Linked DNA regions of Mus musculus: all the other regions are linked to region 2. The links are chromatin contacts, called in public promoter capture Hi-C and targeted proximity ligation maps. All regions are on one chromosome and are shown on one strand. The core of a region is the stretch at or near the end of the contact, and the rest is flanking DNA. Distances in the headings are between cores, read along the strand shown.

Evidence for each region. Promoter capture Hi-C pulls out the DNA fragments that hold promoters and counts their contacts.
Region 1: a promoter capture Hi-C map of liver shows a contact between it and region 2, with 3 times the contacts expected there. A contact is called at or near these places in 11 of 39 promoter capture datasets (the SN4741 cell line, cranial neural crest, embryonic stem cells and 7 more).
Region 3: a contact with region 2 is called in a targeted proximity ligation map of fibro-adipogenic progenitors, with 5 times the contacts expected there. A contact is called at or near these places in 9 of 39 promoter capture datasets (the 3T3-L1 cell line, the C10 cell line, the HPC-7 cell line and 6 more), 1 of 484 Hi-C or Micro-C datasets (Sertoli cells) and 8 of 130 datasets of targeted methods (cardiomyocytes, craniofacial prominence, embryonic forebrain and 5 more).
Region 4: a promoter capture Hi-C map of hippocampal neurons shows a contact between it and region 2, with 5 times the contacts expected there. A contact is called at or near these places in 7 of 39 promoter capture datasets (cranial neural crest, embryonic stem cells, frontonasal cranial neural crest and 4 more), 2 of 130 datasets of targeted methods (embryonic forebrain and stem cell-derived neural progenitor cells) and 1 of 9 other capture datasets (embryonic stem cells).
Region 5: a promoter capture Hi-C map of liver shows a contact between it and region 2, with 3 times the contacts expected there. A contact is called at or near these places in 4 of 39 promoter capture datasets (embryonic stem cells, frontonasal cranial neural crest, hippocampal neurons and 1 more), 1 of 484 Hi-C or Micro-C datasets (uterus), 1 of 130 datasets of targeted methods (neural tube) and 1 of 9 other capture datasets (embryonic stem cells).
Region 6: a promoter capture Hi-C map of liver shows a contact between it and region 2, with 2.9 times the contacts expected there. A contact is called at or near these places in 5 of 39 promoter capture datasets (embryonic stem cells, hippocampal neurons, liver and 1 more) and 1 of 484 Hi-C or Micro-C datasets (uterus).
Region 7: a contact with region 2 is called in a promoter capture Hi-C map of liver, with 2.8 times the contacts expected there. A contact is called at or near these places in 10 of 39 promoter capture datasets (the HPC-7 cell line, HPC-7-derived erythroid cells, embryonic stem cells and 6 more), 4 of 484 Hi-C or Micro-C datasets (liver and uterus), 7 of 130 datasets of targeted methods (craniofacial prominence, embryonic forebrain, embryonic hindbrain and 4 more) and 1 of 9 other capture datasets (embryonic stem cells).

The regions. Positions count from the first base shown.
Region 1 is chr19:18,199,001-18,202,210 of GRCm38.p6, reverse strand. No RefSeq gene overlaps it. Among named protein-coding and RNA genes, the nearest start is that of Gm22880, 340 kb to the right of the region's middle.
Region 2 is chr19:17,836,020-17,839,144 of GRCm38.p6, reverse strand. Pcsk5 (proprotein convertase subtilisin/kexin type 5) reads left to right here and starts at 1,513. Exons shown (of 38, transcript NM_001190483.2): 1 at 1,513-2,190. The coding sequence starts at 1,993.
Region 3 is chr19:18,335,256-18,338,773 of GRCm38.p6, reverse strand. No RefSeq gene overlaps it. Among named protein-coding and RNA genes, the nearest start is that of Ostf1, 290 kb to the left of the region's middle.
Region 4 is chr19:17,437,873-17,441,236 of GRCm38.p6, reverse strand. Pcsk5 (proprotein convertase subtilisin/kexin type 5) reads left to right here. Exons shown (of 38, transcript NM_001190483.2): 36 at 2,118-2,218. Among named protein-coding and RNA genes, the nearest start is that of Rfk, 46 kb to the right of the region's middle.
Region 5 is chr19:18,127,168-18,130,713 of GRCm38.p6, reverse strand. No RefSeq gene overlaps it. Among named protein-coding and RNA genes, the nearest start is that of Gm22880, 260 kb to the right of the region's middle.
Region 6 is chr19:18,144,769-18,148,291 of GRCm38.p6, reverse strand. No RefSeq gene overlaps it. Among named protein-coding and RNA genes, the nearest start is that of Gm22880, 280 kb to the right of the region's middle.
Region 7 is chr19:17,496,819-17,500,165 of GRCm38.p6, reverse strand. The region is part of intron 24 of Pcsk5 (proprotein convertase subtilisin/kexin type 5); the gene reads left to right. Among named protein-coding and RNA genes, the nearest start is that of Gm41813, 38 kb to the left of the region's middle.

The sequences.
Region 1 (3,210 bases), core at 666-3,165, 360 kb before region 2:
CACAGAAGTCGATGCTCACAGTCAGTAATTGGATGGATCACAGGGCCCCCAATGGAGGAGCTAGAGAAAGTAACCAAGGAGCTAAAGGGATCTGCAACCCTATAAATGGAACAACAATATGAACTACCCAGTACTACCCAGAGCTCATGTCTCTAGCTGCATATGTATCAGAAGAAGGCCTAGTCGGCCATCAGTGGAAAGAGAGGCCCATTGGTCATGCAAACTTTATATGCCTCAGTACAGGGGAATGCCAGGGCCAAGAAGTGGGAGTGGGTGGGGGAGTGTGTGGGAGACTTTTGGGATAGCATTGGAAATGTAAATGAAATAAATACCTAATTAAAAAAATAAGATTAAAAAAATGAATGTGAGACAAAGTGAACCCTTATTTTCTTATTTTTGTTATGTATGTTGTCATGATAAAAAGACTACTAAACACCACACAGGGTGATGACATAGTCAAAATCCATCATTTGTACCCTCTGTGGAAATTTCAGTGTTGGGGAAACTAATATTTGGTTCTTTGAGTTATGATTCAGTTAAGCTGAATGAGGGAACGCTTCTGTTTCTCTCTATAAACTCAGAGTACAGAAATGTGTCACTAGATAATGTGGTTGACTTTAAAACTAAAATAAAAATAAATATTCCTTAGTTATTTTTAGTTACTTTGAATATTCGGCCCCAGTCTAAAGAGTAGACTTTACCTTGGAAGGTGGCAATGCTTTCCTGCATGGGAAGTGAGGTGAGTGTAGCAGAAATAGTAGACTGGAAACAGATGAAATCCAAAAATGGTGAGCATTAGACTATAAAAGAAACAATGGGTCCTATCATCAGACACTAGTCAAAATGATATGAAGGCTGCAAGTAAAAAAGAAAAGGAGGGGCTGCTTGATGGTTAGAGCACTTACTGCTCTTTCAACAAACTATAGTTCATTTCCCAGAACACATACAGCAAGATCCACAACCACCCACAATTCTAGCTCCAGCCGATCTAATGGCCTGGTCTAGCCTCTGTGGGAAGCACACCCCGCAACCTCCCCCAGAGACAAATGAATAAACATAAAATCAAGTGCATCCGTGTGTGTGTGTGTGTGTGTGTGTGTGTGTGTGTGTGTGTGTGTATTGAAGGGTACTTCATGGAAATGGAAATTGAAACTCTGTAAAAAATATAGTATTAAGTCAGGAGCTCTCTGTTTTCTGCAGCATGAATACACTGAAGAAGAGACACTTGCACTCACCACCTTGTTTACTGATGTTGTAGAAGGGGGTCATCTGAGGGGAATTCTTACAGTCAAATAGTTTGGCTGGTGTGTTGGTATAAATATGCTTGGCCCATGGGAGGAGTGGCCTTATTGGAGGAATTATAGCCTTGTTAGAAGAAGTGTGTCTCTGGAGGAGGGGCTTTGAAGTCTCATATATCTGCTCAAATCTGGCCAGTGTGACACTCCTCCATTCTCTCCCACCTCCTGCTGCATTCAGAAGATGGTCAGAACAAGATGTAGAATTCTCAGCTCCCCCATCACCATCACTGCCTACACACTGCCATGCTTTCTGCCACGATGAAAATGAACTGAATCTCTGAAACTGTAATCCAGTCCCAGTTAATTATTTACCTTTCTAAGATTTGCCTTGGTCACAGTGTCTCTTCACAGCAATGAAATACCAACTAAGACAACCGGATAGCCAGACACTTCATATGCTATCTCTCTAAGCCTCAGAGGTTTCTCTTTCTTTGCTACCTAAGCAAGTGACCACTCTAAGCATCCATCTGAACCCAGGAAACTTGTTGTGACTTGGACTCATATTTATGGACACAGATCTACTTGTGTGGAAATTATAGGTGGTGCCACAGAGAGATAAGTTAAAGGTAAATATGTCAGGGCAACTACAGACTGAACTCTGGTAAGGGGGAGAGGCTAGCTGTATGTGACTACTAGCAAGGGATCAATGGGATTAGTCAGTGACCTGCAGTTTGCCCAGCCAGCACGGCCTGCTTTGGGCACTCACAGAAAGCTTGAGAAATTGAACGAAAAGCAGTGACAACTTGAGACTTTCCTGTACCAATCCCTGATCTGGTGTGAAGGAGCATGAAAAGGAAAGAGTTCATCAGGTCAGCCAGCAGAATTAGTGTGAGGGCACCCCCTGCCCTCTCTACCCCTCTCCATTGGCAGGTCTCCATACTGGGGGTGGGCTGGGGAGGAGAAACCACCACTGGTAGAAATCCAGCCTAGCAGGAAAGGCAATGAAGGGGCTCAGCCTGCATAAAGGCCTTTCTAATCTAAATTGTTTGGCCTTCAGAGACATGACTGGGTGCCCTCACATCATTCAACAAACTACAAAAGGCAAGTGGTGGATGGGTGTATCATCTCCATTTTGTTTTCTTCTGCAATGAATAAATACTGACTTTTAATTGTTTTGAAGAACTTTATTTTCTTTCTCTTTGAGTCTCATTGGGGGTTTAGTTGATATTCTTGGGTTTTTTTTAACTACATTAAAATATCTGGATTTAAAAAAAATAACTTTTATTTCTTGTTCTTTACACAGATTAAGAGAAGGTGAGCTACTGAGAAGATACTCATTTAAAAAAACAAGTGTTCTAAGAAGACCTACAGAGTCAACTAATCTGCCTTAATGGGGGGGGGTCACAGAGAATGAACCACCAACAGAAGATCATGGATGGGCTAGACCTAGACCCTCTACATATATGTGGCAGATATTCAGCTTGTTCTTTATGTGGGCCTCCTAATGAGTGAAGTGGGGCTGCCTATGACTGTTGCCTGCCTTTGGGTCCCTTTCCCTTAGTAGGCTGCCTTATCTGGCCTCAGTAGGAGAGGATGCACTTAGTCGTTTTGCATCTTTATGTGCCAGGGCAGGATGGTAACAATGGGGGAGCCCCCCCTTCTCTGAGGAGAAAAAGATGGGAGAAGGGGTGTGTGAGGGTGGGACTAGGAGGAAATGAGGGAAGAGGGCTCTGATCAGGATGTAAAATGAATAAATGAATAAATAAATAAATAAATAAATAAATAAATAAATAAATAAGAGAAAAAAGTATTTGTTTCAGTACATGCAAAAATTGGAAAGTAGCAAAATAAAGACTATGAAAATTTAAGACAATATGATTCCAAATGCTTACAATCCATCAATAAAATATATTAAAATTTAAAAGATATTGAAATTCAAAAGTTTTAAAATGACTAATGACCTCAAAAAGAA
Region 2 (3,125 bases), core at 264-2,763:
TACGGACTCTAGAGCCAAGCAAAATGCCTAGGTTTCTCTCTTTACAAAAATAATGCCAAGTAACAATGAGCATTTTCTTTAGAGAATTCTGAGCCTAAATTCCACCAATATTTTGTGCCCCACCCCCGACTATGTCCAGCACAATCTGATAGGAATCATAGACCAGGCCCTTGAAACAGATGTGTTAAACTAGCCAAATAAATAAATCAATAGAATGCATGCCTTTCTGCAGCATGTATCTGCTTTTCTCATCTACCTCTTGATCTGTAATGTATGGGCATTGTTATTTGAATTTGTTTGAAAGAAAAAAAATATAATCTATTTATACAATATGCAAAATCTATAAAATTTATGCTCCAAGGTGCTAGTAGATTTAAGCTTGCAGATATCCTTCAGACAGTTAAATCATCCTGAGATGGGTTAATCTCAGACACAGTCAACTAGTCTTTAGGAAGAATGACAAGGGATTGGAAGAGGAGAGGGATAGGATGTGAGGGCTTCGGACAGCTGCTTCTTTTAAGGTTAGGCAAACCATTTCATAAAGACCAATTTTTCTTTTTACAAGAAACTACTCTTTGGCCCCTCACCTGCAAAAGACAAGGTGGTTAGAGAAGTCTGAAGAAGGCCAGACACCATTCCCTGTTGTGTCTGAAGTCATGGTACTTTAACGCAGACTTGGTGGCATTTCATCTGACTTCCTCTGTGGTCCTTTTTATATTACTCTCCCCCTCTGCTCTGGTGACATACTTGGAAAGTTGGAAAACTCTCCTTGCTGAGGTAAATGAAGCCCTTGGAGATAAGGACACAGAAACGAATGACCGAATGGCCGCTCCCTTGGAACCCACACTTATCCGTTCTCTAGTACTGTAGATATTCATAGAAATATCTTTCCATGCTCTAAGCAGGGATTTCACCCTCCTGTGATGTTGCTGCTGAGTATCAGAATGGCTGATCTCCCAAGTCAACAGGCGACAGACTTTTGGCTTTGGCTTTTGTAAGAGTGAATGATACTTAACTGTCCTGTGTGACAGCTTCTCCGGGGAGCAGAATGCGCAAAATAAACAGTTACTGAAAAGCATAAAGAATTAGTGAAGTGAAAATCTCGATATTTGTTTTGAAATTGAGACAGGAGTGACCTTAAAATGCTCAGTCCTGGGCGTTTAGCGCCGGGATGAATGAATCTTTGCCCATACTTCCCTCTCATTATCCTGTAAATCTTAGACTTTCCAGAGTAACGGGAAATTAATTCAAATGCAGCCCGGCGGAATAAAAAGGATAGAAATCAAGACTCCGGAGGCACTCTCCTCTCAGCCCTTTGGGGAGAGGACTTCACTGGCCCGACCCTGGAGTTTACAGCAGGGAGAACAGGGAGGCGCTAGGACCTGGGTGGCTCCTGGCTGAGGCCCCGCTCGTGAGGGCGGAGGAGTAGAGGAGGAGGGAGATGTGGGAAAGGAGGGGTGCTCCGGGGGGCGGGGGAGTCATTTATGCGGAGCGGGCGCCGCTGCCGTCGCCACTCACAGTCCCGGCGCGCTGCTCGGAGCCGGAGGGAGCGCAGCGAGAGGGCGAGCGAGCGAGCGAGCGCTTGGAGCCGGGTTCAGCAGAGGGGGCGCCCGGCCGCTGCTTGCGCTCCGGCCGGTCGTTTCCACGGAGCTCCAGGGCCGGAGAGGAGCAAGAGGCAAACGAAGAGTCCAAGAGCAAAGCCGGGAGAGCCCGCGGCGGAGGCTCCAGTCCCACTCCGCCGCCTCCCGTGCAAGCCGGGGAGCGATCGCTCAACGCCCCGCCGGCCCAGAGCCCGTCACCCCGTCCCCTCTGCCCCAGGCATGGTCTAAGAGCCTGAGAGGGGCTAGCTGTTCTGCTCTGCTCCCGGGCTCTCAGCCTCCTACCGACCGCTCCCGGCTGCGCGCCCCGCCGGCCCAGGCCGGAGAAGTTAGTTGTGCGCGCTGCTTAGCGCGCGAGCCAGCGGGCGGGCGAAGGCGGCGAAGCGTCGGGACCATGGACTGGGACTGGGGGAACCGCTGCAGCCGCCCGGGACGGCGGGACCTGCTGTGCGTGCTGGCACTGCTCGCCGGCTGTCTGCTCCCGGTATGCCGGACGCGCGTCTACACCAACCACTGGGCAGTGAAGATCGCCGGCGGCTTCGCGGAGGCAGATCGCATAGCCAGCAAGTACGGATTCATCAACGTAGGACAGGTAACCAACCCCCGGTGACACAGGCTCTGCACCCAGAAGCTAGTCGTTTGGGGGCTTCTTGTCCCCTCCGCTTCGACCCCTCCCCCTTTTCCAGATGTGCTTCTGCAGCTGTGGCCCGAACTCTAGGGCGATGCTCTCTCCAACGCGCTCGTTGCACAGTCACACACATGCCCCGAAGTTGCTGGGATCTCTGTTTAATTTGTTTTTACAAGCAATGAGGGACAGGTAGGGTCTGTGGAAAATATGGAGTGCCCTTGGACAGGTTGAGACTCGCCTGGACCTTTGGACCTGGGAAGTCCAGAAGCGCTATTTAGCTTGAGGAAATAGCCCTGCGAGTGGCTGTGGCAGGGAAGGTTGAGACTTTTGGAGGCCAAGGAGTGAGAACGCCCCTGGTTCTAACTGGGAGAGAAAAGCCTGGATTAACCTCCTGGGCCACAGAATTGCTGTGCTCTGGAGGGCTTTGAGTGCGGCGTCTGGAAGGGAGGTGGTGGGGAGAGAGGAAGGGGGCGGGACACTGGGAGGGAAGCACGGATTTAGGGGGGTCCTGGCTGCTGCCTCTCTTGGCCAGGATCCAAATGTGGGCCCCCGGAGCTGGGTGGGGAGGAACCTGGGAGACATTGAAAGCGGCTGAAATGTTCTGCTCCGGGAACTTGGGAATCTTCTACTGGCGTGGAACCTGGGGTACCCGGTTGTGGCGTGTGGCAGGAATGCTTTGCTGAGGTGCCTTTGGTGGGTTTTCGTTCGATTTGCCATGCTGAGGGAAATGCCAATACATTTTATGGGACCCTTGGCAGCGCCACCGATTTGTATTCTGGCTTAAATGGCCTGGATTTCAATGTCCTCTTCCCCATGTCCCTACCAAAAACTGGACTGGAGAGGGCTCCGTTAAATGCCCCTCCTAAGGACCTCACAACTTCTTTGGAACTGATCCAGGG
Region 3 (3,518 bases), core at 609-3,108, 500 kb before region 2:
CCCATTTCCCAACTGAAAGGATTTTAAGAACTTCAGGGGGAACACAAGAGGCAGCCTGACTCTATAGTAGGAAAAATCTTAAGTGAGAATCAGGTCTCCATGGCTTTGATTCCCAGCTTTGCAATATAACCAGTTCCTGGTTTGAGCCTCACTCAGCTGCAATGTCTCTTGCACAGAGGGGGCCTGTGGCCTTGCTACTTAGTAAGATCTCTCTTAGAAGCTAGCTTTGCTAGTTACCCGTTACAAAGCATTAACCAGATGCTCAGCTCCCTTAAGCCTTTACTCCCTTAAATCCAAGTTTTGCTTCCTAATAAAAGCACTGCTGGACAGATTAAATTAAAGAACTTACAGAACTAAGCTAACACAGTCTGAGGCCTCATAGTGGAAATCTGCCTGTGTGTAGTCAAGTCATAAACTATTTCCCAACATTTAACAATTGAGTGTGATTAAAAAGATTCTGATTTGTTGGGCAGAAGCATACACACATATCTTCCAACTCTGAGGCAGCATACGTTCCTCTCAGGAGACAATTTTATTGCCAAGAATGGCATCTTGACTACAGGTACAGACAGCCCATTTGTTTTACCTCTCCACAGTGCTTTGAACCATTTGCAATATTCCATTTGTCTTCGATGCTCTTAAAAAGTTATGATTACTTTATGACACAGAGAAACATATCAGTGGCCATCTCCCATTTAATAAGGCCTGTCTTTAGACACAGCATTGCACAATATGATTACACACTATTACGGGATGTTCTTACTATGGAGAGCAGCGGGGCAAGTGATGCTAATACTGTTGGGATGTTGTCTGGCTCTGCTGAATCCCGGCAATCCTTCCCTTTAGAGAGTGCGCAAGAAAGGCTGGCAAGTCTCATGGCCAGCCAACTCAACAGACTTCAGACTACAGTTCTGCATATTTCATACTTTGGAACCAAACACCTTCAAATTGCTCCATTTTTAACTGCTGGATTGCATTTCAGCTTTAGATCACACTGAAGGAAGGGGAAAAAAACCCCACCCAAACCTTTTTGATCTAGTTGCTTCACATTCCTTTACAATAAAAGTATCTTGTTTATGTCTCTTGGCACCTGAGGATAGGGGACTGTGTATTTTATGGAGACCTGAGCTTAGGCTTTGGCACAGTTCTGTTTTATTGACAGTTTTTCTGTAGTGGACACATCTACAAGATCACGTGGACCCATTCTGAATTTCAGTATTTCAATTATGCGGGTGTCCGGAGACTCCCCGTGCCAGGGACCCTGGTGCTGCAGTGGACCGGAAGGGCAGATATCATTTTGAAGTTAGAGAAAGAAAGGATAAAACCACCTTTGATTTAGAGATCCAAGAACAAAGGAAATTGAATATGAAATGACTTCCAAAGCATCTGATAGCCCCACCTTATCATATTCCTGTGGTTCCCTTCTGACATTGTGGACAAGCCTTTCCAATTTCTAAAAATGTGCTGAGATTCTAAGCCAAAGATGACCTGCTTAAAGGCAAGTAGTCCAGAACCAATTCACTGTTGGGGGAATCTCATTTATCCAAGTATTTTCAGCACAGACATGATGTACAGGAGAGTGCTGGGCCCCGAGGATTCAAAGGCATGAGACATAGGACTTTTGGATTTCAAGGGCCGTGGCGGGGATGTGCAAGTGTAGTAGAGGGGCCTGACAAAGTGCTTGGAGACACAGAGCACGGAGAGTAATTTCTTCTGGAAAACTGGAATGCTGACCTCAAGAATGTGGAATTTGAGTTAAACCTAAGGACAACTTGTGCTTCCAAAAGCATCCTGCAAGCATCCAGAGTCTCTTCTCTAACAATCACAAACAGTAACAAAACATAATCTTGCAGAATGTGTCTTACGATGGAGTGGTAAACAGGAGTGGTGATATCATCGCCAGTTTGTAGAGGAGATGGGCTGAAACCTCTCATGAGTCATCTTTAAAGAGACAGATTCATTTATCCAAGTTCCCGTGGGTAGGTGAGAGTAGAACTGGAACAAGAAAGTAGGCTAGAACTCAGACTCGGGTCATGCATCATCTAAAGCTGTCTAAAGTAATAGAGACAATAAAATGTATATAGCTAGTATAATAGTAGATTGGGTTGATTCATAAGACAGGACTGGGTAATCTAAAGGTGGCCATCTACACGCTGGAAAGGCAGTGTGCTGGGCAGCTGAACAGCCCAGGAAGCTCGACACTACCAGTCCTGTGCTACAGGACTTAAAGATTCCCTAAAGAGATGCTGTTATGGAATTCACATTGAAAGGCCAGAGAAGCCAGTATATCTGCAGCCATGCATGCACTCACTCGACAGGAAAGGGATGTGCATGTTGTGCGTGCTGTTTCCACCCAGTTTCTGATCATTTGAGCAGCTTAGAAGGCACAGCTAGTATTCAATGTGGGTCTTTGTTCTCAGTCACTGTCCTACACAACAGTTATCCCTGGAAACTCCATCAAGGGCCATGCAGGGGTGTCTTTCACCAGTCTCAGATATTTCTTAATCCAGTCAAGTTGACAACAAATACGAAGCCTCACACCAACTCTCATGAGGGCTCCTTTTGTGCTTTGCTAATGTGTGTCCATGCTTAAGACCTGTGAGAGGAAAAGGTCCAAGTTGAGTTATGGTTCTAATAGCTTTTCACTTCTCTTGTGTGTAAAGTGCTTGTGGTAGAAAGGCGAGCACACCAGTGGTCTTGATTGAGCTAGCCAATGCCAAAATGCTTTGTGTTTTTGAGCTGGCAGTTGGGAAGACTGGGCAAGGCACAAGAGAATGTACAGAACCATTAGCCTCTTGTGGAGACTCTTCTGGGACCTGTGAGTGTCCAGAGACTGATGAAGAATCCACATGGTGCTATATCTTTTAGCTCCATGGGTTGTTTCACGACCCTTTCATGGGATCTGTGATGTTGTTACCATCTTACCAGAGGCAGAGACACTTGGTCCATGAGACAGAGCAGATTGACGACTAGTGCAGAGACTCTGACATATGTTCAGACATGCTGGTTTCAGTCGTCTGGGGAGTGTGATGTCTCCTCATCTTCATGAAATGTCTTTGGTAGGAAACAATGTCTTTTGTAGTAAGCCATGGTTTAAATGGACAATGGAACACCAAGGTTATGAAGGGATGGGAAGGGGAAAGAAAAGGAAGAGTCCCTCTTTCCTTCAAAGTGACATGCGAAAACATATTCCACTGTGCCTAGCACAGAGCACTGTCAACCATGACCCCAAACCCCACAATCTGTTTGTTCTACGCATGTGCTCTGAAGAGGCCCTTCTCCAGTGTGATTCTGCTGTTCAGTCCTGAACTTTGGCTATTTTCAGCCCCTTTCTCTTAAACATAAGACCATCCCTTCAAGAGTTTCTCTAATTCCTTTTCAATACTCCTGCCTAGCCTCTTGATCTCTTTGCTTTAAGCTTGATACTAAAGGTCAAAACACAGAGTTTCTATATTGTTCCTGAAACTAGTGTTCGAAATATTCTTGTATAAACTCCCATGCCTTAATTTTTCTAGTCT
Region 4 (3,364 bases), core at 342-2,841, 400 kb after region 2:
TTAGGATAGCACACATATCCTTTGCCAGTTAGAGTGTCTTGTGCTAACTCTGGTCTCGAAACACACAGATTATAGAAGCTGAGGATTTCCCCCAACCTTAGGCTATAAATTAAATAGAAAAAAAAGTTTAAATTTTTCTGAAACATTAACTGTCACACTAAGGAGGACATGGAAAACGAATCGAGAAAAAGTTAGCAGTTTGAATGAACAGAATGTCTGTTTTTCATCCACTTTCAACTGCCCAGTAAGTTTAGCTGTTAAGAAGAAAGCTATTGGAGCTGGTGAGTTGGCTCCACAGTTAAGAGTACTGACTGCTCTTCCAGAGGTCCTGAGTTCAATTCCCAGCAACCACGTGGTGGCTCACAACCATCTGTAATGGGATTTAATACCCTCTTCTGGTGTGTGTGAAGACAGCTACAGTGTACTCATATTAATAAAAAATAAGTCTTTAAAAAATAAAAAAGAGGAAGAAAGTTATTTGACAGCCACAGGGCACACACTTGTAACTCCAGCACTTAGAAGACTGGGATAGGAGGAGGCTAGAAGGTTGAAGTCAGCCACAGGGGGATGGAGGGGTGGAGGTGGAGGTGGGGGGAGGGGGAGGGTGGACACATTGACATCCTGTGGGAAAAGGGAAGAGAGAACAGAAACAGCAGGGAAAGGGGAGGAAAGTAGGGGAGGGGACAAAAAGGGGAGAAGAGGGAACAGAAGTAGGGGCGGGGAAGGGGAGGAGAGAAAAGAAGAGGAAAGGGTTGGGGAGGGAAGAGAAAAATAGCATTCTGAAGCACAGGGAGTCAGGGAGGTGGGTGCACCACACATGGACCTAATCTATACCATTATGTGCAGCTGCTGCCTCTGGAGTGAGTTATGTCCTTCCTTTAGCAAGCTCACCTTCTTATTTATCTTCCCCACACAGTATAAACCCTGAACTTCTCAAACAAACTCTTTCTTTTTTGTTTTTTGTTTTTTTAGGGTTAGGGTTATTATTATATCTTAGTACATTGCAGTTGTCTTTAGACACACTAAAAGATGCCATCAGATCTCATTATGGATGGTTTGTGAGTCAACCATGTGGTTGCTGGGATTTGAACTCAAGACCTTCGGAAGAGCAGTCAGTGCTCTTAACTGCTGAGCCATCTCTCCAACCCTAAGCTGGAGACCTTTGATGGCAGGCTGACTCTGCCCATTGCTCCTCACAGTCAATTCCCAGGGCTGCCCTGCATGAATTGAATTCACAGGGCTGGTTTGGGGGAGGGGGATGAAAATAGGCTAGGTCAGTGAAAAGCAAAGCAGATGGTGAGCTGTTCTGAATTTTAAGGAAATGTGAAAAGGTCTGTCTTTACAGCCTCAAGGCCCCTTAGAAGCAGTAATAGAGCCTCTTAGCCTTGGAAAAAACAAACAAACAAACAAACAAACAAATGCCCAGGAACTTAAGTCTTTGTGAAAGCTATGTGTTCAGGGCTTGCAATACAGCAAAGGAGGACATGAAAATAAAGTTACTGGTTTCCACCAAGGCTGACACACTCCACTGAATACTACCTAGGGCCTGGACTTGAGCCAAATTGGAAAGGAAGCAATCTTAGTTCCAGTCACACTGGTCTGCCAGCCTGCTACACAGCGGGAAGGCTATGTATATAATAATGCATATTGCAAACTATCTAGCAAAGGGGATTTCGAATCCTCAAGGAAACCACAAACGTTTGATGGTAGGAGAAGAAAAAGATTTCATGAACATTCCTTTTCCAGCAGGAGTTGGAACCCTGGGCCTTCCTTTTACATGCTGGGCAGGGAGGCTCCCACAGGCTACATCCTGGCTGGCCCCTCAGGTTTCAGAAGCATTCCACATGACTTCTCGTCTTCTAGAAATCTTTTGCTGTGACACATCATCTCTCGTCCTCAAATTCTCACTGTCCAGACTGAGAGTCCCTGGGAAGAGACTGCGAATTCTGTGTGTCTTTACTTTGTCCTGTAGATACTTGTCATAGCCTCGGTCCCCTTTCAGCTTCAATTTACTTGACATTTTCCTTACTCCCAAGTTTTTTGACTGCAAAACAGAGGTTAGAATCTGAAATCTGTCTCATAATGTGATTTTTTTTCTCTCTCTCTCTCTCTTTCAGGAAAGGAGGCGTGGAGTTGCTTGTCCTGTGTGTGGAGCTACCACCTTCTGAAAGGAATCTGCATCCCAGAATGTATCGTAGGGGAATACAGAGAGGGAAAGGTACTGAGACCTGGGCTTGGTGTATGCTCTTCCACTCCCACCCTTGGAGAGCTCATTTCCCACATGTCTTTCTGGGAAGTGAAAATGGCCTACATATGGCTACACTCCGCACAGCCTATGTTTAACACTGAACCATCTCTTTCATTCATAAGATACTCAGGCTACCAACCTTCAGCTTCCATGAGATTCACAAGAACTGAAAGGATCTAAGATAACTTGAGCCCTATAGCCATTCGTTATGACCACAGAGGAAGCTCAGTCCCCCATTACAACAGAAATACAAACTCTCCTCTTTCTGGCTGTTTGAACAGAACACAGGAGGAAGCTTGCTGGCCCTGCTCTTCCAATTCCTCCACATCTTACAGCAAGTATAGGATAAGCAGCTTTCCTGGGAGCCACTGATTTTCTGCATCCATTCTTGGTTGTGTTCCTAAACTTGAAACCATAAGAAAATGCATCGATAGTTGAAATAAATAAAAATAAAATCATTAAAATAAAAATAAATAAAATAAATCAACACATTTGCTCACAAGCTCTGTTTGAATTCTGACATCAAAGTTAAAGTTCAGAGAATCGGGCTCCGAGAAGTTTAAGAATTTATTGACGATCACATGGATAGAAGTTACATAGGTAGCACCACACCCAGAAGATGTGACAAGAAGATCTGAAAGCATCATAGATACTCCCAACTGCTTCAAGAAAAGCAAATCCCATTTCTCTTTTTCTTTCCTTTTCACGTATTTATTTTCAGGGAAAATAGCACACACTGCAAGTGCCCCGCCACTGAGCATCCGACCTTTGTGCTCCTCCTCCTTGTCATCCGTTTCACTGAAGGTTTGGATGCACGGTAAGCCAGTATCTTCTGGGCCACTGACATGGCTTAGTAGGTAAAAGTGCTGGCTGCATGAGCAACTTGAGTGTAATCCTCAGATCCCATGACAGAAGGAAAGAACAGCTCCTAAAAGTTATCCTCTGACCTCCGCATGCATGCCTACATATACATCTGTACACACATACAAACACTACCACCACCAATAACAACAATTATTGTTGTTGTTGTTGTTGTTGTTGTTGTTGTTGTTGTTGTTGCTGCTGCTGTTATTTAAATGGGATGTCTTTCCCTAACCTATATGTCTAGCAGCAGGG
Region 5 (3,546 bases), core at 499-2,998, 290 kb before region 2:
AGTTAGAAGAAATATTTTTTAAAAATTCTTTTGAAACTCACTTGAGAGACAATGGAGGCATAGTTTCAGATGAGTGTCCAAATTACATATAAGCTAGTTGAGCTTTTTAACACTGAAACCTATCAAGATCTCTTCTAGGGAATGGCCTTGGATGGAAATCAACATGATTCAAAGCTAATACCGAGCCAGACTTGAGAACCACTGTTATGTCCTTGTTTTTCACAGCGTGGTCCAAGGTTGAATAGCAGAAGTGCTGCTTAGAAATGTAGTTGAAATATCGTGAAACTTCAAACCCTTCCTTAGGTGATCCCTGTGCAAAGTAAATTCAAAAATCTCTGATGGAGAGTCTACATATACTATTCAATTCTGAAACGTATAACTTTCTAAATAAGCCCTTCTCCTGTGATCTTCAGGAGATCATACAAGCGCAAGGCTTACAAAGGCTCAAATAGCTGCACCTGCCTTTGCTCGTGACCTCTGTCTTCTCTTTACTCTTCTGAGTTAATGCCCTCGTCCCTCAGAGAAAAAGCCTGATTCCAATCTTGATCCTGATTGTGAACATCCTTGATCCTGACCTAGGAAACCCAAACATTACCAGGATATTTATAAATCTAGTGTCCTTTGATAATCTGATGCTGGAAACTTTTCTTAGTCTCTAGGTTAAGCATCAACAATCATACTTAAATGCCACTCCTCATTGTTTTTCTCAGTTTCTTTGAGTATATAACGCTACTTTGCATCAGAACCCAGCTCTAATTTAGCAGAATGATTATGGTGACATTTGGCTTTCTACAAAAGCCCAATTCGTTGCTTTAAAAGTTCATAGAGGTCTGAATACATAGGTTGAACTGGATGGTGATGCTGAATGACACACAAGCACTGACTTTTCCAATTAGCCAACGAGTACATGGCTTCTTGAGCTCATTTTCCCACCAACCTACTGGGATAGACTTTAATCCAATAAAAACACTTCAAGAGCAGAATTCATCCTCCATTCCACTGCAGATGAGCCTCACAACAGCAACCTTTCAGACCCTGGATCTGAAGCCAGACTTCATAAAGCCCTTACTCAGGTCTTCCTTCTTTCCTATAGTAGGACGCTTCATGTCTTATGCCCATGTGAGATATAATATTACCCTGTGGCTTGGATTCTCAATATGGTCATTGCAGAAACAAAAGGCTTGTGAGAAAATCTAGAAGATCTTAGTGTATAGGGGCGATTAAATGAGTCCAAGAAAAACCATTACTGAACTAGAGAGTTTTCCCACTGTTATTATTATTGTTGTTGTTGTTGTTGTTGTTATTTTGATGATTATAATAACTTATTTGTATTCCTACCATACTTATATAGACATATTCTGAGTCCTATCTAAGGTAAAGGTATTTCTAACAAAAGAGTGGAATTTCTACAACTCACCTAGGTAGTCATAGAGTGAATTTAGTGAAATATATAACTCTGGTTTACTAAGGAATCCATTTTTTGAAAGAACAATGTGAAATACCCCTCCCTCAAACACATAAAACAAACAAACAAAAAAATCCCCAAACCCCCAAAACAAAAACAAAATAAAAAAACAAAAAGGAGAGTGAAGTAAAGTTCCCAGTGGAACTCAAGGCTCTGGACCGACCGAGCCATGAGCTTGCTTTAGAATTAGGGTTTTGAATTAAACAGCTGTAACCCATTTGGGCAGTTGTGCAAAACAGAAAGTTGGCAGACAAAACACTATTTTCAGACATTCAAACATAAGATGTTTGCAGCCAAAGCTTGTGATTAAGAAATCAAATGTTTTCTTTTCCCCCTTCCAACCTGTTCTCAGAATGTGGAAAGTTATTCCATTTTTTTTTTGTTTGTTTGTTTCTGAATCTGTTTGTGGTTATTGGGAATTGACTGTCTCCTCAGCCACTGGAGATTGATTTGATTCAATTTAGTACATTCCAATCCAAGCCGATCCAACTCAGCCTCATGCACCTTTCTTTAGGGGGCAACTTATATAAAGATAATGAACTTCAGTGCCTTGGGGCTGACATACCTGTTGTCTGCAGCTCAGTTTATCAAATATCCTGACTTTTGTACAATATCACTGAGTTTTGTTTCCACTCTGGCCTTGTAGATCTGTTCTCTTGCCTATCCTGAATCTTCGAGTCTTCTTTTTCTATAAGTCTGAGATAATATACAGTATAGATAGTTCTAGTCTCTTTGGGCAGGATGCTTGGACATCTTTTGTGCCTAACTCCAATGACCATCTCTGCATCCTAGCTCTCATGGGAACTCTTCTGCTGAATGTTTCTCTACATTATCCTTTCCTTCATTCTTTCATGTCTCATTTTCTCTTCCTATAGCTTGGCCTGACAAGGTCCAAGTCCTCTCCAAACGTTTCTTTTTCATATACATGCTGAGATATACATGAACATCTGGCATGAGTTTTTGTACTACTTCAGTTTTTTATGAAATATGGGAAGATGAGAAAGAGAAAGAGAGAGAGAGAGAGAGAGAGAGAGAGAGAGAGAGAGAGAGAGAGAGAGAGAGAATAAGATTAATGAGAATAAGCTTCAGAGAAAAATGCCTTCATGCCTCAAAAATATTAAGAACCTGCTGTGGCCCCATTTGAAGACCTGGGTGTCTGGATTCTACCCCACTTCTTTTATATTCTACCTGCATTCAACCACAGTTCTAAATGGCCTGGCAGTGGCAGGCTGGCAAGGGATGCAATGGGGGATGGCTAATGAAAAGTGGGTGCTGATATTCCCAGGCGTGAGGAGCCGAGGGGTGAAGTCAAAAGTTCTGTTAACCAGGATGGCCTTAGTGATGTCTAAAGAACTGAAATGGAGCAAGTCTTCAGTGTTTGTGGGTTCTGTTTTAATAGATTTGACAAACCACAAACAGAAATATACATACGTATGTATGTATGTATGTATGTATGTATGTGTGTGTGTGTGTTGCCTGTATTAAAAGGTAAGACTCCTAACCTGATGCTCTACTTGGGATTCTGCTGCTGTAATAAAACACCACAAGCAAAAGCAACCTGGAGAGGAAAGAGTTTCTTTGGCTTACTCACCCAGATCACAGTCCGTGATGAAGAAGGGAAGTCAGGGCAGACACCCAAAGCAGGAAACTGAAGGCACAAACTGAAGCAAATGGCATGGAAGAATGCTGCTCACTGACTTGGCCTCCATGGCTTTCTCAGTCTGCCTTTTTTTTTTTTTTTTTACTTCACACAGAACCATCAGCCCAGGGGGGTGGAACTGCCCGAAGTGGGTTGGGCCCTCCTACACCAGTCAATCAGGGCAAATCAAATCAAAACAAAACAAACAGAAAAACAAAAATGCTATCGGAGATTTGCTTCCAAGGCAAACTAATGGGGTCATTTTTCCCCCAATTGAGGTTCCTTCTACCCAGGTCACTCTAGATTAAGTCAAATTGACAAAACTCTAACCAACATACATAACAATGGATACAGTTGCTATTTAGAGTATTTACCTTGTAATGGATATTATGTACTCACTGATAATGGTTATTAGCCCAAAAGCTTAGAATACCCATGATCC
Region 6 (3,523 bases), core at 387-2,886, 310 kb before region 2:
ACACAGGAAGCAGAACCAAGCAGATCTCTGCAGACTCCAGGCCAGCTAGAACAACAGAGTCAAACTCTGTCTCAAAAAACGAAACCAACATGTCCTAGAAAGTGGAACAAATTTGATGGCTGAGGTGAAGTGAAGCTAAGCTGAGGAGTAGAGACAGCACCCCAGAAGTGAAGGAGATACCCTGCTTGGACTCGGCCTAGGCAATGTTATTTCCTTATGGGTCCTTATTGTTCTAAAAACCAAGCCAAGCCCAGCCTTGCCTGCAGATGGTAGTTAATGAAAGCAACCACTTGATAGGAAAATGTTTGCCTGGAAGAAATGCTTGAAAACACATGATCTTTTGTCTTTGAAGATGGCCTTATTACACTTTAGACTCTAGGTTGGGATTAGCAGCCAGAAAGAAGAATCTTTATTTTCCTTCCACGGTGGTGGTAGCAGATTAGCCTGAATAGTCCTTGGAAAATAGAATTGCAATGCTTTGCAAGTCCAGAAATAACATTTCAAGGGCCCACCAGGTGAGGACTGAAAACCAAATAAACATATTTATCCTAGGCTTACAGCAAGCCGGTGCCTCTGAGGCTGGTATGCTACATGCATTTCAGGAGGATTCTTCTTAAGAAAAAAAAAAAAATAAAAACAGCTTAAACAATACTGTCTTTTGACCCAAGCACAAGGATGATAGTGTTTCAGGTGCCCTCTCTCTCACACACTTGTCTGGGCACATCTCACATTATAGGATAAGGAGTACCTGGGCTGGCATCCTAGAAGTAGCCTTCTCCTCCATCAGGACACAGGATCTGGCACCTAGGACTCTGACACCTTTGTTCAAATGATCTTGATGATACATTCAGAGCCTAGTTGCATCCTTTTCTTCCGCATTGCTTCTGAAAACACAGGAGATCTACACTAGGCTGACTGGGGGCCAAGTGGCAGCTGGGGAGGCAATGGCTGAGGATTTCACACATGGCAGAGTTTACATAGCTCATACCATATAACTTCCCATTCTGCTTGCTCCTCCCTGCTGCTGTCTTCTGCTATTTCTGGTGGCTTCCGACAGTTAGCTGCAGAGACTGTCTTCCCAGTAGAAACTACTACTAGTTTTCAAACTTGTTTTATGTCCTTTGAGGTTTATCTCTGTTGCAGCGGATACTCCTCGATACATTTTCAATTTATTAGAGCTTTGCAATTGCAAAAATAACATATTATAGAGAAAGCTGACCACAAGAAATGTCTACATCTTAGCCAGGGCACCTTGACAAAGGGGAGTCCTTGTCTCCAGAAAATACGCATTTTTCTTACCAGAGTCCAAGGGCAGGAATTTGTCAAATGAGAACTTAAGGTGTTCATTACAATTTTCCCCACATCACTCAGTCATTGATATTCAGTTATGGCTTTCCACAGCAAGCTAACCTTTAAAAGTGCAGTATCTTCTAGATATGGGTGTCAAGACCTTTACGAACATGGAAAATTATTGTAGTATTTTAGACTAGCAGATTTTAAATATAGAACTTTGAGTTGGCCTTGTTTACGTAGGGTTTACTGACCCTGAAGCTTTCAACACAGCCCTTGCTGCTTAAACAGCAGTAAAAACCAACCTTTGCCCTAAACATTCCTGATTTGAAGCCAGTTTCTTGGAATAAATAATAGTTTCCAGGTAGATGGAGGGAATATTGATTTTATGTTCTAGGTACACGATAGGACTCAATGTACAAAAGTGTAGCACCTAGCCATTTCCACAGTGACAACTGGTTTACTGTTCCCACCATGTGCTGGCTCCTACTTTATCTCTACCTGTCACTGCAGCCCCCAAAGCCAGTCCCTCCTAGCCTGCAGAGGCACAGAAATTGAGGGTCAGCAAATGTTAACCATTTGGCCAGGGTCTCAGTAGGGCTGAGTTAGGCTTTGAAATTCTATCTGTTTAACCGAAACCCCTTGTCTCGTTCCAGGTTTCACACAGCTGCTCTTAGCCTCCACTCAGTGGATCTGCTTGGGCCTCCAGCTGCAGGCTTCTCATAGTATGTGCGTATATCTACCTTCATGCTTACATGTGAACATCAGATTTAGCACTATGCATCCCATCAGTGTGCTCCAGACAAAATCAATGTTACTTTTCTCTTGGCGCCCTATTATTTCTCTTTACACACACCCTCTACACACACACACATACACACACACAGACAGACAGACAGACACACACACACTTTTACTGACCCATAGTATTCTAGAGTTGTTTTAGATTATAAAGATATTCTTGAATATTTTGGACTTTTGTCCTTTTCTGTTTGAAATAAAAACTCCTTAATCCCTGTCATGCAGACAGACTTGAAATCAGTGGTTCTTCTCCAACTTCCTGACCATCAGAAATATCAGCTTGTGCCATGCAGAGCTCTTTTTGTTTTCTGGTGATCAAACTTCCAAAGCTAATAACTCAACAATCTTTTAGAATATTAAGTATCTGAACAAAAATATCAGAAGTCTAAAAGCACCCCCTTAAGTCAATGAATGAAATTAGAACGTGATAATTAAAAAGCAACTTCAAATATTCACTCAATAATTGTTTGTTTTGTTCAGGTTCCACAGGAGAACAAATGTAGGTAAAAAGGTCCTGAAAAGCAAATACAAGATTGGAGATAGGTTTTAAGAAACAAGTAAAGTTTCATTCCATACGTGTCAAGTAGGTTTTGTGGAAATTAGAAAAGAGCTGGGTGATGTTAAGACAGAAGGATGTGCCAAGGGAAGCTAAAACCACAGGAAGGTAAAATATTCCCATGACCTCATGGTCAGAGCAAAGGTTGTGAAGAGAGAAAGACTACAGAGCAGAACCAGAGGGGGCAAGGCCACAAGGAGGGTGGATTGTGAGTTATATCCATAGGACAGCTGTGTCCTCGGATGCCCTTGAATTCTAAGTTACTCTGTGTTCTTGTCTCTCATTTGACATAACATATTCAAGAGGCAAAGTTTGAATGGGAAAATAACAATCAAAATTGAGGAATTTTTAGAAACTATTTACCAGACCCCAAATTTCCTATAGTAGACATGTTTTCTGAGTGCATTTTTCTAGAATGTGTTTATTAGGATGGACAATTGATAAATCCCATGGAAATGAGTTTGTATCATTGCCCCAAGAGGCAACTGCTTCAATTGCCTTGGTTTATCTAATTTTGAATTTAGGTATATATTTACATTTTTAAATCTACATATTAAATTCTTGCTTTTCCTGATTTATCGTAACTTCTAAAGACTGCTTTCAGTTTTTCCAAGTGTAAGGATTTGATAAAATTTATTTAAAATTTGCAATCTCAAGTCTCTTTCATGACAAAAGGTCTAAATCACCTGTGTAGTAGTGTAATTGTGGACTCTATATTTTGTAAATAGATACAGATGATTCAGGTGCAAGGCTGCAAACTATAGGAAAAACTGATTTTTGTAAAAAAAAAATGCCAATAATATGATTAGTCATCCAGATAGAAAGTATCACTGTAAAATTCATTTTTAGCCTTTGTAATTTATGATTGTTGGATGG
Region 7 (3,347 bases), core at 201-2,700, 340 kb after region 2:
CTCAGGACACCAAGCGGAGATAACTCAGGTATTTGAGGCAGTCAGCTGGAGGCGCCAGTTCTGCCACGACTGAGCTCCCATGTCTGGACTTCTGGCTTCCTACTCTCAATGCAGGGCACTTTTATATCATGGCAGAAACAATGGTGACATCTGTTGGGAATAGCTCGCCTTCTCCGAGTTCTTGAGGACACGATGTTTTAACCCTCCATCTGTTACACTCTTCCTTCCTTGTCACAGTGTTGGGGTCTTGGGGCAGGCCATCCTCAAACAAGAATCATGGAGGACACTTGATATGGCATGTTTGAGTCTGAAGTGGCGGCGCAGGATGTCTCCTTTTGCAGAGCCAGCTTCTCAGCAAGTTTAAATAACACATGACAACTTAGCAGTAGAATGTCCATTTGCTCCCTTATGCTGTTTCATGGCAGGTGTGTGGTCACAGTCAGAAAAGGATCTGCTGCGTTGGTAGCAAGGGCAACCCTGTATTGCTGTACCTTTCCTTTATCTACTTGCCAGGAAATGTACCAGCCAGACTGAGAATTTGAACCGCCCTCTCTATCTTTCAGGGAGGGTATCCACCTAGGCATAAAGACACAGAAACAGAGAAACCTTTCTCTCTGGGTTCAGGAGCCTCCCATGTAAATGAGAAGTTCTCAGATCTCGCTGCACACTGGAATTACCTGAGAGCGAGAACATGAACATCACACTGCCCGCTTGCCGTTCTCATCTGACTCTTCTGGAGTAGGGCTTAGGCCTCAGTATTTTCTGAAGCGCTGACTGATGTTGGTGTGCAACCATGGTAAATAAAAAATAAAAATAAAAAAAAATAAAAAAAAACAGTGACTGAGAACCTGCATATACACATAATTGCACCACCATATTTGAAATTCTTTTGTGGATGACAGGAGCCGAAGCAGACACAGAGAGGTGATAATTATTACATTTTAATGTTCTGTCCAGGCTAGGTATGGAGCTAGGCAGATGGTTCACACACATGGTCTGGATTTCTCAGGCTAGCCCTCTCTATCCAAAGTCCTTATTTTCATTTGATAAATGAGGAAGGCAATACGCAGGGAGCTTATGTAATTTGCCCAAAGTTACACAACTTAGTAGGTTTTAGAGCCAAAGCTAAACTTAGGACTGTCTGGCTCTAACCCTGTAGACCATCCAAATGCTCGCTCCTTTCCAGAGCAGACTGCATTCATCTTCCATTTGCCTAGAGAAGAGAATGAACGTTGTAGAAATCTCCACCTGTTGTGTCTGAGTCTATCCTCGTGGGCTTGTGTTCTTGGGTGTCCCCTAATGTTTCCCTTGTCTTTCTCCTATGATTAAGCTCACATTCTTATGGTTATGGCAGAGAAGGACATATTGGCCAGATAGCCAGAGCTCAATTCTAGAGCAATTAGCTCATCATCTTGGCTCTTCGCATTATTACACTGTTTGCTCCCAGAGCTGAGTAACTTATTGTGTAACTGACCTGCGAAGTTGAGCTGTGAGCCAAGGCTGTCTGGATCACGTAGGCTTGCAGAGAGAGAGAGAGAGAGAGAGAGAGAGAGAGAGAGAGAGAGAGAGAGAGAGAGAGAGAGAGAGCTGAGCCAAGCACATCCAAAATAAACCTAGTTAAGTAAGAGATCTGAGTGGTCAAGTGCATTGCACAGCAAGTGAGGCTCAAACGACCATCTGCTGTTCAGAAAAGCAATGTGAGGTCTAGGATGTTGAGCTCCCAGTGTGCAGAGGTGGGGGAGCGCTGGGTGGAGGGTTGGAGTTTATACTGACAAGGCAGAGACAGGAGAATCACAGAAGATCTAGAAACCATTTCTTTGTGTGTGTGTGTGTGTGTGTGTGTGTGTGTGTGTGTGTGTGTTTTAAATGTTTATTTTTTTTAATTCTTTTTAATTAGGTATTTTCCTCATTTACATTTCCATTGCTATCCCAAAAGTCCCCCATACCCTCCCCCCCCAACCCCCTATCCACCCACTCCCACTTTTTGGCCCTGGCGTTCCCCTGTACTGGGGCATATAAAGTTTGCAAGTCCAATGGGCCTCTCTTTCCAGTGATGGCCAACTAGGCCATCTTTTGATACATATGCAGCTAGAGTCAAGAGCTCCGGGGTACTGGTTAGTTCATAATGTTGTTCCACCTATAGGATTGCAGATCCCTTTAGCTCCTTGGGTATTTTCTCTAGCTCCTCCATTGGGGGCCCTGTGATCCGTCCAATAGCTGACTGTGAGCATCCACTTATGTGTTTGCTAGGCCCCGGCGTAGTCTCACTACAGACTGCTATATCAGGGTCCTATCAGCACAATCTTGCTAGTGTATGCAATGGTGTCAGAGTTTGGAGGCTGATTATGGGATGGATCCCTGGATATGGCAGTCTCTACATGGTCCATCCTTTTGTCTCAGCTCCAAACTTTGTCTCTGCAACTCCTTCCATGGGTGTTTTGTTCCCAATTCTAAGAAGGGGCAAAGTGTCCACACTTTGGTCTTCGTTCTTCTTGAGTTTCATGTGTTTTGCAAATTGTAACTTATATCGTGGGTATTCTAAGTTTCTGGGCTACTATCCACTTATCAGTGAATACATATCATTTGAGTTCTTTTGTGTTTGGGTTACCTCACACAGGATGATGCCCTCCAGGTCCAACCATTTGCCTAGGAATTTCATAAATTCATTCTTTTTAATAGCTGAGTAGTTCTCCATTGTGTAAATGTACCACATTTTTTGTATCCATTCCTCTGTTGAGGGGCATCTGGGTTCTTTCCAGCTTCTGGCTATTATAAATAAGGCTGCTATGAACATAGTAGAAACCATTTCTTTAGTGGGATTGAGGAGAAACTGGGAGAGAGACACATGGCACAGAGGTTACAAATGAATGCAGTTCTTCCGGAGGACTAGAGTTTTATTCGTAGCACCAATGTCTTAGAACCTCCAGTCACTCTAGCTCTGTGGAAGGGGTGGGGTGGGGGAGTCTGATGCCCTCTTCTTGCCTGCACAGATACTGCATTTATATGCACGTATCCACATAGTTAAACATAAAATTTTTTGAATGAGTAAACTATGAAGCCATTACAAATTACTTTCTTTTAGTGAAGTATGTCACCTTTTTTTCCCCTGAAATTCTTAAGGCCACTAATACCTTTACTTTATCTGACTATCAACGTTAACCAAAAGTAACTCTAAGACTAAACATAGTAATAAAAATGTCAAGTGGTTCGGTCTTAGATGCTTTTACAGAGGTGTGGAAAATAGAGTCAGAAATCGTAGGATCCATTCATCTCCATCTTCCCCTAACTCAGTAAAAATCTTGGGCCAGTCCCATACATTGTTAGCTAATATCTTATATAAGAAAGTA